Linked DNA regions of Mus musculus: region 1 is linked to region 2. Evidence: chromatin contacts called from public Hi-C data. All regions are on one chromosome and are shown on one strand. The core of a region is the stretch at or near the end of the contact, and the rest is flanking DNA. Distances in the headings are between cores, read along the strand shown. Region 1 overlaps Gm35787 (a long non-coding RNA gene). Region 2 has its middle 49 kb from the start of Gm35787.

The links. Hi-C and Micro-C count contacts between places; a contact is called where the count stands out from the background.
Region 1: a contact with region 2 is called in a Hi-C map of liver, with 2.1 times the contacts expected there. The contact joins two enhancer-like sites. A contact is called at or near these places in 1 of 39 promoter capture datasets (liver), 3 of 15 datasets of contacts at CTCF or cohesin (CD8 T cells, large pre-B cells and pro-B cells), 8 of 484 Hi-C or Micro-C datasets (liver, multipotent progenitors, nephron progenitors and 2 more) and 2 of 115 datasets of contacts at active chromatin or transcription factors (embryonic stem cells and large pre-B cells).

What each region holds. Positions count from the first base shown.
Region 1 is chr3:129,428,565-129,431,264 of GRCm38.p6, reverse strand. Gm35787 (a long non-coding RNA gene) reads right to left here. Exons shown (of 5, transcript XR_376058.2): 3 at 603-718; 4 at 365-422. Among named protein-coding and RNA genes, the nearest start is that of Gm35787, 6.8 kb to the right of the region's middle. Within about 2 kb of position 1,379, at least 33 of the 459 cell types and tissues checked have an H3K27ac peak or open chromatin away from gene starts, as enhancers often do. A contact at or near this core is called in liver, where this site is marked.
Region 2 is chr3:129,470,845-129,473,544 of GRCm38.p6, reverse strand. No RefSeq gene overlaps it. Among named protein-coding and RNA genes, the nearest start is that of Gm35787, 49 kb to the right of the region's middle. Within about 2 kb of position 1,329, at least 10 of the 459 cell types and tissues checked have an H3K27ac peak or open chromatin away from gene starts, as enhancers often do. A contact at or near this core is called in liver, where this site is marked.

The sequences.
Region 1 (2,700 bases), core at 130-2,629, 42 kb after region 2:
CATTGTGGGTGATAATGTCCAACTTTATGGAGCATTTTCTTTGTTTAGTTATTTATTCACTTTACATCCTGATTGCAGACCCCCTCTCCTCCCAGCCCCCCTCATGCTGCCCCTACTCCCAGCCCCTCCCCTTCACCTCCGAGAAGGGGGAAGTATCCCCTGGGTACCAACCCACTTGAGCATTTTCTATACACATTTTCTGGAATTTCTGCCTGAGTGCTTCACTTTCCACATTCAATGCTGTATTTGTGGGGAAGCGGGAGAGACAATCTCCTCTAGCTGTACCTACTTAGAGTTCTCCTGAGGTTTGTTTCCATATTTTTAATCATGTTTAGATTGCTATTTCCTCATTTGTCTGTTTTACCTCTTATGTTGAGACAGGTGGTTCCTCTTAAAGATGCTTTCAGGGTTCGATTTGGTTCCTACAAAACAGCAACGCGCAACAAGTGAATATGGTTAAGAGGGTTGTATCTGTCAGTACAAAGTGTACAGTAGACTGTGATAGTGCTAGAGAGATGCATACAAAATACCCCTGAAGCAACCAGAGAGAGAAACAGTAGGAACTATCAACCACGTGGGTAAAAAAACTAAACTGTAATCACCTCTTCCTTATTCTCACAAGGAAATGAACACTTGGGTGTAGCCATCCTTCAAATGATGAGTAGATTACACAGGGTCTGAGGTTAATGGGCTGTAGGATTGATGTGTGCCGTGTTACCTGGAGGGCACACATCAAAGATTTATAAAGTAATAAACCATTTCTCCCTCTCCCTCTCCCTCTCCCTCTCCCTCTCCCTCTCCCTCTCCCTCTCCCTCTCCCCCTCCCCCTCCCCCTCCCCCTCCCTCTCCCCATCCCTCTCCCTCTCCCCATCCCTCTCCCTCTCCCCCTCCCCCTCCCCTCCCCCCTTCTCTCTCTGTGTGTCTTTGAACAAGCTTTCATATAGTCCAGGTTGGCCTTGAACTCTATACTTGAAATTGGCTGTGAACTTCTGTTCTTCCTGACCCTACCTCCCAATTGCTAAGATTACAGGTGTGAGTCACCATGCCCAACTCCTGACCTATTACTTTTGATTCTGTATTTATATTCAATTCAATTACTGAATTCATTTCTTTAAAAAATCATTCTAAGGATGGAAGAAAGGTAGGGGAGGGGAGAGGGGAAACTGTATTCATATTATGTTATATGAGAAAAGAATCTATGTTTAATTAAAGGAGGGAAATCAATTTTAACTAAATCTTAGTTATTGTGTAATCTGTGGATTCTATGTAACCATTTTGTCTTTTCTTTCTAATGAAGAGCTCATTTATAAACAATCTGAAAGAAATCAGCCAGGAGGTGGCGGCACACACCTTTCATCTTGGCATTCAGGAGGTGGAGGCAGGTGGCCTTTGAGATCAAGGACAGCTTGGTCTACAGAGTGAGTTTCAGGACAGCCAAGGCTATACAGAGAAACCCTGTCTCAACAAAATAAACAAAAAATAAATAAATAATAAAGAAAGAAATTAAGATGTACAATAGAAATCAATGATTTTAAGAATTTAACTGTATAGTTAAACTGTCTGTGTTACACAATAGGAAGTTGTTTTTTTGTTTTTTTTTATGTTTTTTTTTTTTTTAAATTTCTCCTCTGAGAAAGCAGAACTCCTGAGACAGAGGAGCAAAATCCTTTACGTATTTCTCATCAAGTTGCTGACATCTGAGTCACAATTTCAATTTTAGCCACTTAGACAGGCTTACTGGTTTGTACAGGGCATATTTTAAACAATAGCGCTGAGAGTTTGAAATAGGCTATGTCAACACTGGGCTGAATTGTCTCAGAGCTTTATTTTCTCTAGCTGATTGTTTTGTTGAAGCAAGGCAGAAGTGCAAAGAGAAGCTGGGCCCAGCATCAATATTGAAACCAGTTCAATCAGAAGCTTGGCAGTGCTCCTGTAATCACGCCAGCCTGGGCTCCACGTCTGCATGCGAGGGAGGCATGGACAGAACGCCTCTGGCCAAAGAGAAAGGTCGCCCAGAGCATGGTGCAAGAGCCTGTGTCCTGTAAGCCCTCTGGGTTGAGAGAGCCATTTGCAGGGTTCATCATGCTCCTGAGAAAGCTAATGGTGTCAGAATCTATTTATTTCTGAGATCCCATCCCCTGAGAGACTAACTAGCAGGCCAGCACTCTGAAAATGTACAAGTAATTGCATGAATAATTATTCAGCCCAACAGGAGAAACATGTATTCAACACAGTTTCATTATGTCTGCTTCAGTTAGGTGAGCCCAGCTGCAGGAGATGATGGACGCAGCGTTCTCAGAGCTATCTCATGTTTGGTGGTGATATACTCTCTTCAGTGTGTGCCAGTGACATGCTGTCCATACCTCTCTGGAAAACCTTAGACTCATTCCTCTTCTCTTCCTCCCTCCCTCCCCCCTCCCCCTCCCTCCCTCCTTCCTCCCTCCCCCCTGCCCCTCCCTCCCCCTCCCCCTCCCTCCCTCCCTCCCTCCCCCTTCCCTCCCCCCTCCCTCCCCCCTCCCACTCCCTCCCCACTCCCACTCCCTCCCTCCTTCCTTCCTCCCCCCTACCCCTCCCTCCCTCCCTCCCCCCTTCCTACTTTCCCCTCCCTTTTTGTGTATGCTCACACCTGGGGGCACATGTGTGAAATGCAGATGGAGGCTAGAGATAATGTTCAACTTTATTTTTTGAGACAGCATATCT
Region 2 (2,700 bases), core at 80-2,579:
ATGTGTTGGGGGTTTTGGCCTTTTCTAATGATAAGGCTGAGTGAGTGATGGAGGAAGTATGGTATTGGAGACTAGCCCTTCAAGTCATGGGTGTTCCTCTTTTCATAGGAAAGGAAGCTGTCCTGCTTGAGGATACTGGAGTAGCCTTGGAGTATTTTTCATGGTAAGGCCTCGAGGTATCCTGCTCATCGGGCAACACGGGGCACCCTATTGTAAGCCCGTGAGCTAGCCATTCTGGAAGCAAGCCTTCTGCCTCAGTTCCCTGATTGCACTTTGGGTGACTGTGAAAGATCCTACTGTATTTGCATTACATATTATGAGCCAGCAACACCTACCTCGGGCTCTTCTACACTCTCAGCTGGGCACAGTGACCAGCCACCGGCTCTGGAGGTTAAGTTAGGAGAGTTACACGGTTCCCAAGCATCCTGGGCTAAATGTGAAGTTTGAGACCAACCTTGGCTTCATAGCAAGAAAACAAAACAACCCCATCTACAGGCCTTGTGTGATGGTTTGTATATGCTTGGCTCAGAAAGCGACATTAGGAGGTGTGGCCTTGTAGAGGTAGGTGTGTAACTGTGGGTGTGGGCTTAAGACCCTCATCCCTGCTGCCTGGAAGTCAGTATTCTGCTAGCAGCCTTCAGATGAAGATGTAGAACACTCAGCTCCTCCTGCACCATGCCGGCCTGGACACTGCCATGCTCCCGCCTTGATAATAGACTGAACCTCTGAACCTGTAAGCCAGCCTCCATTAAATGTTGTCCTTATAAGAGTTGCATTGGTCATGGTGTCTGTTCACAGTAGTAAAACCCTAACTAAGACGTTTGTAAGATAAAAGTATTTGCCATTTTACACCCCTTTTCCTTGGAAGCATTTGTTGAAAAGCAACAGGAATCCAGTAGCACAAGGCGATGTTCCAGGTAGCTATGGTTGAAAAAAAAAATATAAATCAAACTGTGAAATCTTGGCATCACACAATAGACCATAGTTCTTGTGAGTCTGTAGGGGCTTAGCTGGGCTAGGCTGCCTTCCAATACATGGGATCTTTCTGTGGTGAGCTAGGAACCTACCTGTATCCTCTTCAGTTTCATCATCTTCTATTTGGTCACTACTCCCAAATGTGCCTTACCTGGGTGGCCAGAAGTAATTCCAATCATTTACTGACTTTCATAGCTTTGGATATGCCTAACCACTAATGTTTCATTGGCAGAGTCGAGGCCCTGGTGTTAATGTAAGGTAAGAGAACAGTAGGCACCGTTAATGCCATGCATGACCTGGGAGGTGGGGAGGGCAAGAACGCTGTTAGGAAGTCGGGAATGGTTTGCGAGCTCTTCTCGCCAGATAGCAGTGCAAAGTCTGACCTGCTGACACTGCTGATAAAAATGTGCATGGTCATCTTTTCAACCTCGGCTGCTGGAAGTCAGATTGCAAAACAACTTCTCTTCATGGATTAGATGAGGATGAAAACGGCGAGAGACAGGAAACCTTCGAAGACAGGCTAATCCCAATGAAACAGAAATTAAAATGGCCACAAGGACCCGGGGCTCATCGCTCTGAGAGGCTCAGCGCCTGAGGAGTGGGCCGGCACATGTAAATGGCATGAAAGGCAGGCACCCATTTTGCGTTGTGCTTGCTTGTTCGGGAACTTTTGTTTTTAATCATCAACGTTGGCATTTCATGTTTGAAAAATCTTCATTTGAAACACTAAACTCTGCTAGTGAGGTTGCTCAGTGGGTAAAGGCACCTGCCACCAAGCTTGGTGACATGAATTTGATTCCTGGGACCCACGTGAGAGAAAGAGAGAATGGACTCCTGAAGGTTGGATTCTTATTCTATGATGACATAAACTAAATGGTAAAAAACAAAAAACAAACAAACAAAAAAAACCAACAACTTCTCAGCAGCTATGAAAACACATAAAATCTATTCAGGTATGGACTAGACCAGGCTTAGGGGTTTGTGATATGGGTAGAGGCAAGTTTACAAGTCCAGAAATCCAGGAAGCTAATGTACTGAAGTTACCCCTCACCTCATTGAACGGGAGTTGAGCAAACTCTTGCAGGTCAGTGGCAGGTCAACATTGTACTAGGGGTTCATACCTGGGGGTGGGGGAGAAGATATGGTATAATGTCAAAAAATGACAGAATGAGAGAGAGAGACAGAGAGAGAGAGAGAGACAGAGAGAGAGAGAGACAGAGAGAAAGAAGAGGGAGAGGAGATGCAGGAGGTGAAAGACAGAGAGAGAGAGAGGGAAGAGATAGAGAGACGAGGCAGGGCTTGGGGGAAAGAAAGAGAGTTAGATGCCTTGGCTTTAGTCCCAAGCTTGATAGTTTTATCTCAACAATATTGTCTTCCTAATTTTTCTTATATGTAAATTGAAAAACGGGATTATGTCTGTTGTTAGTGTGTGTGTGCATGCATGTGTGTGTGTTTGTGTGCATGTGTGTGTGTGTGTGTGTAAGACAGGATATACCTGGACAGTGAATCTCACTGGCCTCCTTCACAGACATGAATACTTATCTTCCCTTTGCTTTCTCCCGGGAATTTGGGAGATTGCTTCTCTCAGACCTGGAACAGGCAATGTTCCTTCCACTGTTCTTAGGTTTAGGAGTTTATACTAGGCCCCTTTCCCCGTTATCTGCTAACAGTAAAAGATTATAATTCACTTGAAGTTGGGGGTGCATGGTCTCTTTATATTACCGC